Regions from separate parts of the Mus musculus genome. Here regions 2, 3 and 4 are each linked to region 1. Evidence: chromatin contacts called from public Hi-C and HiChIP or PLAC-seq data. All regions are on one chromosome and are shown on one strand. The core of a region is the stretch at or near the end of the contact, and the rest is flanking DNA. Distances in the headings are between cores, read along the strand shown.

The links. Hi-C and Micro-C count contacts between places; a contact is called where the count stands out from the background. HiChIP or PLAC-seq counts read pairs in DNA pulled down with a chosen protein or histone mark.
Region 2: a Hi-C map of B cells shows a contact between it and region 1, with 7 read pairs. The contact joins the enhancer-like site here to the promoter of Aldh4a1 in region 1. A contact is called at or near these places in 1 of 39 promoter capture datasets (embryonic stem cells), 1 of 15 datasets of contacts at CTCF or cohesin (large pre-B cells), 1 of 484 Hi-C or Micro-C datasets (B cells) and 1 of 115 datasets of contacts at active chromatin or transcription factors (large pre-B cells).
Region 3: a contact with region 1 is called in a Hi-C map of regulatory T cells, with 4 times the contacts expected there. The contact joins the promoter of Pink1 here to the promoter of Aldh4a1 in region 1. A contact is called at or near these places in 1 of 39 promoter capture datasets (liver) and 2 of 484 Hi-C or Micro-C datasets (B cells and regulatory T cells).
Region 4: an H3K27ac HiChIP or PLAC-seq map of microglia shows a contact between it and region 1, with 8 times the contacts expected there. The contact joins the promoter of Mul1 here to the promoter of Aldh4a1 in region 1. A contact is called at or near these places in 1 of 39 promoter capture datasets (pre-B cells) and 1 of 115 datasets of contacts at active chromatin or transcription factors (microglia).

What each region holds. Positions count from the first base shown.
Region 1 is chr4:139,621,454-139,624,153 of GRCm38.p6, forward strand. Aldh4a1 (aldehyde dehydrogenase 4 family, member A1) reads left to right here and starts at 1,441. Exons shown (of 15, transcript NM_175438.4): 1 at 1,441-1,744. The coding sequence starts at 1,686.
Region 2 is chr4:140,683,662-140,686,361 of GRCm38.p6, forward strand. It overlaps Gm13025 (a long non-coding RNA gene), which reads left to right. Exons shown (of 3, transcript XR_001784551.2): 3 at 423-2,450. Among named protein-coding and RNA genes, the nearest start is that of Gm13025, 5.3 kb to the left of the region's middle. Within about 2 kb of position 1,295, at least 126 of the 459 cell types and tissues checked have an H3K27ac peak or open chromatin away from gene starts, as enhancers often do. A contact at or near this core is called in B cells and embryonic stem cells, where this site is marked.
Region 3 is chr4:138,324,968-138,327,667 of GRCm38.p6, forward strand. Pink1 (PTEN induced putative kinase 1) reads right to left here and starts at 1,329. Exons shown (of 8, transcript NM_026880.2): 1 at 866-1,329. The coding sequence starts at 1,252.
Region 4 is chr4:138,433,243-138,435,942 of GRCm38.p6, forward strand. It overlaps Mul1 (mitochondrial ubiquitin ligase activator of NFKB 1), which reads left to right and starts at 1,430. Exons shown (of 4, transcript NM_026689.3): 1 at 1,430-1,637. The coding sequence starts at 1,518.

The sequences.
Region 1 (2,700 bases), core at 191-2,690:
TTAGTTAATTAATTATTACATTATTGTTAGTATTAGTATTATTATCATTTTAGTTATTTGAGACAAGGTTTCTCTGTATAGACTGGAACTCACTCTGTAGACCAGGCTAGCCTCAAACTCAGAGATCTGTCTGCATCTACCTCCTAAGTGCTAGATGTAAAGGTATGCACTACCACTGCACAGCTACTTGGGCAAAAAAAATTCTTAATTTGTGATTGATGTGGGAGGGCCCAGCCTATTCTAGGTAGTCCAACCCCTGGACTGGCGGTCCACCTGTAAGGCTGAGCAAGCCAGTAAGCAGCGTCCCTCCACGGCTTCTGCATCAGCTCCTGCCTCCAGGTTCCTGCCTCAGTGATGAGCTGAAAATTTGCACACGTAAACCTTTAACTCCCCACTTGCTTTTTGGTCATGGTGTTTTGAGGCGAATCTGCCCAGTGTGGTATCAAATTAGAACCAGAGGGACCCCAAAGTAAATGCCCTGGTTACATTGTCAAAGACAGAGAAACACGTTGAAGCAGGACTGTGGTGGTGCAGGCCTTTAATCCCAGCACTCTGGAGGCAGACCTGCGGGTGGATCTCTGTAAATTCAGGGCCTGGTCTATAGAGCCAGTTCCAGGATAGCCAAGGCTACACAGAGAAACCCTGTCTGAAAAAGTAAAACCAAGCCAAAAAAAAAAAATTAAAAAAATTAAACAAAAACAAAACCCAAAGAGAATAAAGTAAGAAAACCCATACCAGTATCTTAGGAATACAGTGGTTCCCTAAGGCATCATTCTAAGAGCAGGTTTCGGAAGCTGTTTTAATACGTTCGAGTATTCATCAAACAACGTCTCATGAAGAAAACTGAAAATTTTAACCACGGGGCAGAGGGACAGAGGGACAGAGGCAGGAACAACTGGTTTTTGTGGCTAGAGGCTTTTAAGAAAAGGAAGAAATAAAGAAAATTAAAACGAAGAACGTTAAGTTCAGGCCCGCTAGGGTTTTATCTCATTCTGATTCCAATCTGGAAGGAAGCAAGCCCAGGCTTGGCCCTGAGCCAGGCTGGGAGATGGAGGGCAGATCAGGCTCCATGCACGGTGGCAGCCCCCGGGGAGGTGGCAGGGAGCTGGCCTTGGTGTGGCTCGGCGGGCCCGGGCAGAGTTGTAGCCTGCAGATGTCCAGCCTTCCAGCCACCAAGTGTTGGGGACCCAAGTAGCACCTGTCGCGTCGACCGGGTCCCCCCCCCCCCCCCCCCCCGGCCACTTCTACTACTGAGCACGCGCTCTGTGCAGGATCTGTCATTGGCTCCTGCAACTCTCCAGCCCTGCCTAAGAAGGCTGCAGCTTGCCTGTCCTGCTGATTGGCCTGGAGGCTTTCATGCGAGACTCTGATTGGTCAGTGAGGCTCACGCCCTCTCTCCTTGGGTCATACCATAAGGAGAGGAGACGAGGAGAAGAGAGTATCATTTCAGGGCTTTTCTGCTGCATTCTCTTGACCCGCAGTCCACAGTAGCAATTTTGATGTTAAATACAGCTGATGTTTATTGACAGAGGGGGAAGGGTACCCGAGGAGGGGCCCCGAAGGAGGTGGACCGGGCGATGCTGCGCCTCCCGCAGAGGTAGTGCGCTCCGGGCTTGTCTAGTCCAGCCCGGTGGGGCTGACTCTGAGCTTCCCACAGCTGCGCAAGACTGTTAAGAGTCTCCGCGATGCTGCCGCTGCCGTCGCTCCGCCGATCCCTGCTGTCCCATGCCTGGAGGGGCGCTGGGTGAGTGAACCCCTCTGCTGCCTGAGTCCTGAGAGCCGTGGACAGATCCCACTCTGTGGGTCCTCCAGGTTGCAGCCATTATCTCCAGGGTCCCTATGGCTCCCCTAAGTGCGCGCCGGGTCGCGACCTGCAGAGCCACTCTCCCATGGAGAACCTGTGGCGCCTTACCAGGTCTCTCTAGAGCAGTGGTTCTTAACAAATGCTGTGACCCTTTCCTCTTGGTGTGGTGACTCCCCAACCGAAAAATTATGCCACTTCATAACCGTATTTTGCTACTGTTATAAATCGTCATGTAAATATCTAATATGCAGAATAGCTGATATGCGACCCCTGTGAAAGGATCGCTCGGGGTGGCGACCTACAGGTTGCAAACCAATGTCCTAGATGGCCAGTTTTCCTATCCAAGGAACCCCAGGGAGGGTGTGGCGTCCGGATTTGTGCCCACGCCCCCTTCCTACACCCCTCTTTCTCCTAACGCTGTATATTTCAAATTTGCTGATTCTCCCAGACCTTGGCCGGCCCTGTGTTCCCATTCTGGAGCCTTCCGACACTCCCAGGGACCTCTCCACCCCACTCCCTTTTTGTTCAATATTGGGCTTTTGTTTTACGGTGGGTGCCATAATGACTTTTATAACGTGTGATGCGGCTCTGCGTGGCATGGGGCTCATTTTGAGGTTTGCCTAAATCCATTCAGACAAGTTCCTTAATAAATCACCGGGAGGCAGAGGCAGGCAGGTCACTGAGTGCAAGGCCAGCTTGTTCTGCAAGAGCAGGTTCGAGGAGGGTCAGGGATACACGAGAAACCCTGTCTCAAAAACAAACAAACAAACAAACAAACAAACAAACGTAATGAAGAGACAGGTAAGCCCTAGGGCAGAGAGCTGCTTGCTTTCAGCCAGAATCCTGGCTGCCTTAGTGATGTGTTCCAATATCCTGCCCCAGTATGGCTCACGGCC
Region 2 (2,700 bases), core at 45-2,544, 1.1 Mb after region 1:
GGAGCTCCAGGGATCCCCAGTCTCTTGTCTCTCCAATGCTAAGCCTAAAGGCTCAGCGGGCTCCTCCGTGGGTGCCTAGAATCAGATCTCGAGCAGGAGGCAGACGCTTTAGTCCGTGCATGTCCCCACAGAGGCCAGACGTGTCAACTCCCTGGATCTGGCTGCACAGATCAGATCATTGTGAGCTACCCCACCCCCACCCCCCAGGGACAGCAGCAGTGCGTGTCCTTGTCCCTGACTGCTGAGCTCACTAACACCTTGCTGATTTACCTACTTATTTGAGTCAAGGTCTCAATAGGTAGCCCAGGCTAGTCTTCAACTTGAAATCCCCCTGCCTCCACCTCCCAAGAGGAGGGACCACCACCGGCACGCACCCCTAATACCAACTTGTCTCTCTCTCTCTTTTTTTTCCCCTTTCACAGAATGGCATGTTTCTTCATTAACCAAGACATCACTGACATGTTCTTCCCTCTACCGTCCCACAGGGAGCCTGGTAATTCCCACAGACTTCAGGCCCCGCCCCAGAACAATGAGGTCTCTGGGCCCCCAGCAGATAGGAAACACATGGCCACACAGTCTGTTAGATTGTCAGGATCAAAGCAGAACATCTGGTTCTGACCCCCAGAGGGGCCCCAGCCGGAGCGCCAGCTCCTGTACCACAGTGGAAGGTCATTTTTTCCAGCCGTTTCGTGGTTCTCCATCAGGAAGGGAGGGGGGCTGTGATTGCCCCCCACAGAACATCTGTCAATGTCAGGAGATATTTTCGGGTTTTCCAGCTGAAAGGAAGGAGGAACTGCTGACATCTGTGAGGTGGGGGCCCCCCCCCCCGGGGCTAGCGCTGAGCCAGCTGCGGTTGCTCATGTCAAACAGCAGCTCTGCCCAAACTGATCTGGGGAAACTGAGGGGGTCCCTCCTGGGGTTCCTAGCTTCATTAATAAACGGATTTAAGAATGAACTCAATTGGAGACACAAGGACAATTTTATTAGAGTCTAAAAGAAAACCCCCAGGGCGGGCAGGCTGTAAACCTCCGCAGCTGCCCAGAGGAGGAGAGCACAGAAAGGGAACTGGGACCATGCCATTTAAGCTGGGACGGAAGTCAGACACGTGGCTAGCAAGCGGCCACATGGTGCCAAGGGAGGCTTTGGAGAAAGTGTAAGGAAGGCCGGAATGTCAGAGGGAACCCCCAAAACCTGGCTTAAAAAAGAGATAGGAGAAAGGATAAACTTACGCTTGCTAAATAAACAAATTTACCAGATTAAGTGGCTGCAATAAATGGGCTTCCCCACTAGGGACAGGGCTTCTGGGAGGAGACCATAGTATCTCAGTAATTCCTTCTGCCTGTCTCTTCCCAGGACCCCACTGTCCTAGGAATGGCCCTTAGGGAAAGTGAATGACCCGCCTCCACCCCACCCCGAGCCACAGATTCCATTCTCTGGACCAGTAGTAGGTTCAAGTTCAAGTTAGTGCAAAGGACTGGGAAATGACACTTGGGAAGGTGACGTTGGCCTGTATAGTCACAGGACAAAAGGCAAGTCGTGAATCATTGCACATTATAGAGGGGGTGGGGGATGGGGGAGTGGGATGTGGCTCAACCGCTCACCTAGTACACAAAGCCAGAGGTTCAGTCCCCAGCACTGCATGTGGGCGTGCCTGCCATGCTATTGCTCAGAAAACCGAAGGATCAGTTCAAGGTCACCCTCACCTGGGTCGTGAGTTCTAAACCAGCCTGAGATACATGAAACCCTGTCCCAAAGCAAAACTAGAATGCATTGGCCGTGCCTTCAGGTAGACAAACCATAGCAGCTGAAGGAAATGCTGAGCTGAACTCACAGAAATCCACCTGCCTCTGAGTGCCCGGATTAAAGTCCCGGGCAACCATGACTGGTTCCCTGGTTTTGAGACATAATCCAGACTAGCCTTACACGCTCCGTGTGACCAAAGATGCTGTAGAATTTCTGATCCTCCTGCCTCCACCTTCCAAGATGAGATTGCAGGTGTGTGTGTCGATTCCTGCTTTATAAAGTGCCAGGCCGAAGCATTGGCTTCCTGAAGGCTGCAGGCAAGCACAGCTCCCTGCTTTCAAAAACCTATCGAATCAAAGTCTTAGCTTAAGGGTTGATGGAAGCTGCATCCTTGTGTGTCAAGAATGTCTTCTAAAAGTCAAGAGGATGTCAGGTCATACAAGAGGTGGATCGAAAATGGTTACTACGGGAGACTGAAGACAACTGGGATGATGCACTCGTGACCTACACCCTTCATCTCTCTGGAAGTGTCATGTTCTACACAGCCAAGGTCAAGAGAGCTGCAGATCCTCAAAGACAAATGTAGCCTCTTCAGAGAACATCAGTTCCATTTACACAGCACAGAGGGTGATCGTGCCAGAGAGGATGGCCCGGCTGTGTGTGTATGCATGTGTCTCTGTGTGTGCATGTGTCTGTGTGTGTCTGTGCATGGGTGTGTACGTATGTATGTCTCTGTGCGTCTGTCTGCACGAGTGTGTAAGAGTGTGTATATGTGCTGGGCAGTGGTGGCGCACGCCTTTAATCCCAGCACTTGGGAGGCAGAGGCTGGCAGATTTCTGAGTTCGAGGCCAGCCTGGTCTACAGAGTGAGTTCCAGGACAGCCAGGGCTACACAGAGAAACCCTGTCTCGAAAAACCAAAAAAAAAAAAAAAAAAGAGTGTGTATCTGTGCATGTAG
Region 3 (2,700 bases), core at 79-2,578, 1.3 Mb before region 1:
TTTTTTTCAATTGGATATTTTATTTATTTACATTCCAAATGTTATCATCCAGCCGGGCTGTGGTGGTGCACACCTTTAATCCCAGCACTTGGGAGGCAGAGGCAGGTGGATTTCTGAGTTCGAGGCCAGCCTGGTCTACAAAGTGAGTTCCAGGACAGCCAGGGCTACACAGAGAAACCCTGTCTTGAAAAACTAAAAAAAAAAAAAGTTCAAGACAAACCTGGGCTACATATACAAATCAAGGCTCTGTCCCCCTTTTATGCATCCCAAAAGAAAAGAAATTTACTCAAAGCCATTTGTTACAGTGCAACAGAGACCAATAATCAGCAGCTTTTAAACCATACTGTTTGCAAAGTGTCGGCATATCAGGCCATCAGTAATGGGAAATAGGTCAGCCTTAATTAACAGATCAATTCCAAGAAATGTATAGTCCAAGTCATAGATAGATTTTAATCTTTGCCTTATCCCCTGATCTACCTACCCCCCCCCCCAAGGTCTAGGCATGTCCTCATGCTCTTAGACACATAACTAAGATGCCACCAGCCACTCAGTCTGGTCCACGAGTACCCCACCCCCTTAAATTGCCCAATCACGGCTCAGAGACCTGCCCTTCCCAATGCCCAGGCTCCTACCACGCCCTGGTTCACGACCCGCCCCTACACCACTAGGATTCTGAGGCTGCCCCAACAACTATCCAACTAACTCCGCCCTTGCTGTCCAATTTGGCCCCGCCCCACCCAGATCACTCACTCTCCTAACCCCGCCTCCTCCTGGCCTAGGCCCCGCCCCGGCCCGGCTGGCCTCAGGGCTACACTCTGGCCCGGTTCGGCCCGCTCCCGGCGCTCCCGCCCACCGCCGCTCTCACCTGGATCTCCTGACAGGCCGAGGCGGCCCTCCGGCCTTCCGCCTGCTTCTCCTCGATCAGCCCCAGCCCCAGCCCGAAGGCCAGGAAGACCGCTCGGCCGCAAGGGCCTGCGCCGCCCCGGGCCCGCACCATGAACTGCCTCTGGATCCGCGCCGCCAGCCCAGCTACCGACTGGCGGAAGAAGCGGTAGCGGTCCGGGAGGGGGAGCCCGACCGGCCGAGGCTGTGCTCCGGGGCTTACGACCTGGCCTGGGCGCTCTCCGCGGCCCCAGGCCGCCGCGGGGCCGGGCTTCCCCCAGCCGAACAGCGGGCCGGGCTTGGGCGCGAAGCGCAGCAGCAGCGCCCGACCCAGCTGCAGGCCTCGGCCCAGTGCCTGTCGCACCGCCATGGTGGCGCGGTGACCGGAGCCAGCTGCCACCGCCACAAACGTCTGGGACAACAACAAACTTCGGGGGCGGCGCCTGTGCGCAAGCGCGGGGGGCGGTCCCCGGCAGTTCTCCTGCGCAGCACGCGGGGGCGCTACCCGCTCATCCCTGCATCCCTTGGTGCAGCTGGTTTGCACTTTGAACCCAGGTCGAGGGGTTGTGAACAACTTCACTGGTCCTGGTTAAGATGAGACGTTGAGCCAGGAAACTAATATTTGTTATCAGTCACCGATCCAGGCCCTTTACACCTGTTAGCTAGTTTGACTGTCCCCCCCATGATATGAGTGCCAATTTTGTAGATAAGCGACTGTGGTGTTTCCAGATTGCTTGCAGGTATTAGAGTTGAGGTTGAAGTTCACACTGCCCTGGCTATCGAGGGAAGACCTTGGCTCTTCTCCCCCACTCCCAAGTGCTCTCATGCTCCTGTACAGACAGGTTGGAGGTTCCGGGGCTTAGATCTTGGAGGGAAATCTTGACCAAAGGCCATAATTTATGCACCAGTGGGTGCAGGAGCTGAGGTCTGAGACTGACTGGGAGACTTAACCAGAAGCCACCCAGATGCTTAATAAATCCCTATGACTTAAACTGCTTGTTACGAATAGCTAGCTGATAATAAGGTTATTAACCCTGTTACTATTTTTACTCATTTTATTTTACTTTATTTGAGACAAGGCCTTGCATAGCCCTGGTTGGCTTGGAATTCTTCCTGTAGACTAGGATGGCCCTCTGGAGTGTGGGGATTACAGGTATATACCACCACATCAGGCTGAATAATCTTTTTGCTTGTCTCTGACTTAAGCATAATTTTGTGTGTGTGTGTGTGTGTGTGTGTGTGTAAAATCACATAATACCAAATACTGGTCATCCAGTGAAATTTTTAATTTTTTTCAAAGCCTATTTTTTTTGGGGGGGGGGGGTGTTGAGACAGGGTTTCTCTGTATAGCCCTGGCTCTCCTGGAGCTCACTCTGTAGACCAGGCTGGCCTCGAACTCAGAAATCCACCTGCCTCTGCCTCCCAAGTGCGGGATTAAAGGCGTGTGCCACCACTGCCCAGCCTTCAAAGCCTATTTTAAATGATGGTTCTTCAATGCTTTAACCTCTCTTTTAACCCACTACCCACCAGAGGTAGTGTTGGGAGCCGCCCCCACATTCGCCGTCACAAGATGGCGCTGACATCCTGTGTTCTAAGTGGTAAACAAATAATCTGCGCATGTGCCAAGGGTATTTTACGACTACTTGTACTCTGCCTTTCCCGTGAACGTCAGCTCGGCCATGGGCTGCAGCCAATCAGGGAGTGATGCGTCCTAGGCGAAATATAACTCTCCTAAAAAGGGGACGGGTTTTCCGCCATTCTCTCTCGCTGGCATCTCTCTGGCTCTGCGCGCCCTGCGCTCTCTCGCTGCCTAAAGAT
Region 4 (2,700 bases), core at 180-2,679, 1.2 Mb before region 1:
ATTCTTTTGTTATTTAAAAAGCACTCCAATGAATATCATTAGGTCTATTTTGAGGAATTTAAAGGATAACCTATAGGACACTGCAAGGAGAACCCAGGCTTTGCAGGCAGATGTGCTGGCTAAGACTTGCGGCGACTCTGATGTCTGAGAGGAGTTGGACGAGTTCTCCAAAGGTCACCTGGGTTGAAGCCCATTATCATTTTTAGTTAAAGGTCTGAGTGTATTTATATTCTCCCCACCACTTGTTTTTTTGAGACAAGGCTTCTCTGTGTAGTCCCAACTGTACTAGAACTCGTTCTGTAGACCAGGCTGGCCTTGAACTCAGAGGTCTGCCTTCCTCTGCTTCCTGAGTGCTGGACTGTGTGTATTTCTTAACCGAAGCCTCAGTTTCCTCTCCTGAAACTCTACTGTGGCAGTGGTTGAATGCATCAAATGCTGGTCTGGAGTGACTGGGACGGAGCTAAGTGGAAGAACACTTGAAACCCTGGGTTTGGTCCCTAGATAGTGGAGTGAAACACAGGCCAGGCCTAAGAAATACGAACTACAGTACAAGGCATATAATAGTCACTCAATAAAAATATTTGCTGTTATTATTAAATAAGCAGTATGCTGTTTTGGGGGTGGCGTGGCAGTAGATTAAGAGCTATTTTCGCGATTCAACTGGTGTAGAATCAATTCAACTGGTGTAGTGGTTGAGGGCTTTGAAGCTGGACTAATTTTTCTCCAGCTCTCCTTTGCAGTATGGCTCCGACCATGTTCTCCATCCCCTCTGGCCCCAGTTTCTTTTTTCTTCTTCTTTCTTCTCTTCTTCTTCTTCCTCTTCCTCCTTCTTCTTCTTTTTTGGTTTTTCGAGACAGGGTTTCTCTGTATTGTCCTGGAACTTACTTTGTAGACCAGGCTGGCCTCGAACTCAGAAATCCGCCTGCCTCTGCCTCCCAAGTGCTGGGATTAAAGGTGTGCGTCACCACGCCGGGCTAGTTTCTTCATCTTTAAAAGCCAGGTTTCAAGGTTCTCCGATAGCTTAAAGCCTAACACTTCTTGGTGCTGAACACGCGTTTTACTCAGCTCCCCATCTGACGGCGGCGACATCAAATAATCCAGCAAGGGCTGGAGAAACAGACCAGTGAGTAAAGGTGCTTTGCCACCATGGCTAAGAACTTGAGTTCCATCCCAAGGACCCATAAAGTAGGAGAAACCGGGACGCTCAGATCGAGTCCTGCCCTCTATAGGTGCACCAAGGCACGCTCTCATAGGATAAATTAGATGTCATTTAACAATAACGGAGCAAGAACGTCTAGAAACCCGGAGGGAGAGCTCCCACGTGACCACAGCCAGCCCCACCGGTTTCCCAGGAGGCCGCAGTAACGTCGCAACCACCTAGGCAACGTCTTTGCTCCACCCCCGTCCTCCACTTCCGGTTTTTACGTCATCGACGGGCGACGGGTTCCGGGAAGGGCTGCGCGGCTGCGTAGGGGTCGCAGGTGATTTCGAGGCGGCTGGTGCGGCTTGGGGTCGCCATGGAGAGCGGTTCGCGACCGTCGCTCGGCCAGGTCATCCTGCTGGGCACCAGTTCGATGGTCACCGCCGTACTGTACTCCATATACCGGCAGAAGGCCCAGGTCGCGCAGGAACTCAAGGTCAGTGCGGGGGGTGGGGTGGGCAGCCCGGTCTCACTGGCAGCTCGCGCCGGGGCGCACCGGGGAGCCACAGGGCCCCAGACGACGCGCAGCCAGAGGGGATCCCGGGCACCTGCTGCAGCGAGGCTGCCCCCCCCCAGTGACCCTCAGTGTCACTGGACGTTATTGCAGTGCTGTAAAACTGTTTCTCGAAAACCTGCTGGGCACCAGGTAGTGAGAAAAACAGGCCATTGTCCTGGTGCACAGTGCATTCTAGGTCAACCACACGCCTACACGTAATTGGATCGTGTGATAGGGCGAGAATCGGGTTGGAGTAGGGCAGAGAAAAGCGGAAAGATAGGGAAACGGAGAGTTCCGTTCCTTTTGCTATAGTAAAATATCTGACAGAAAGCAGCTTAGGAGAGGGAGAAGGGTTATTTCGTTTGTAGTTTCAGGTTACCATTCATCATCGCGGGGAAGTCCAGGCCAGGAACTTGAGTCAGCTGCAAATCACGTCTGAGTCGAGAGAAACAACTATTAAACAGTCCAGAGCCCAGACCTAGAGAATGGTGTCAGTCACAACACAACAGCGAGTTTCCCCCCTTCAGTTAGAGCTATCAGGACAGTGTCTAAACAGCTATGCCTACACAGGCTGACTCAATATAGACAGTTCCTTGTTGAGACACTCTTTCCAAGTGATTCTAGATTATGGCCATTGACAGGGGGGCGTCGCCATTTTAAACAAGGTGATACTTGGGTCGGAGATGGAGGATGTGAAGATATGTAAGGCAGGGGTGATTCCAACGTGAAGAACAGCAAACTTAGAGGCTCATTTGGAGAACAGAGAACTTAAAGGCTCATCTATTTAACCGCTCCGCTCCAGGTTTCTACAGTCATTTCTTTGTATATTATAGTTACTTTAAAACTACATTCTCATTTGAGGGTTGCACTTAACAGCTCAGACGGCACATTTCCGTCTCTGTTTTATTTTTGTCTCCAGTCCCAGGTGATCTTTTGGCCTCTATTGGGTACCAGGCATGTATGTGATACACAGACATGCATGCAGGCAAAACCACCCATATAA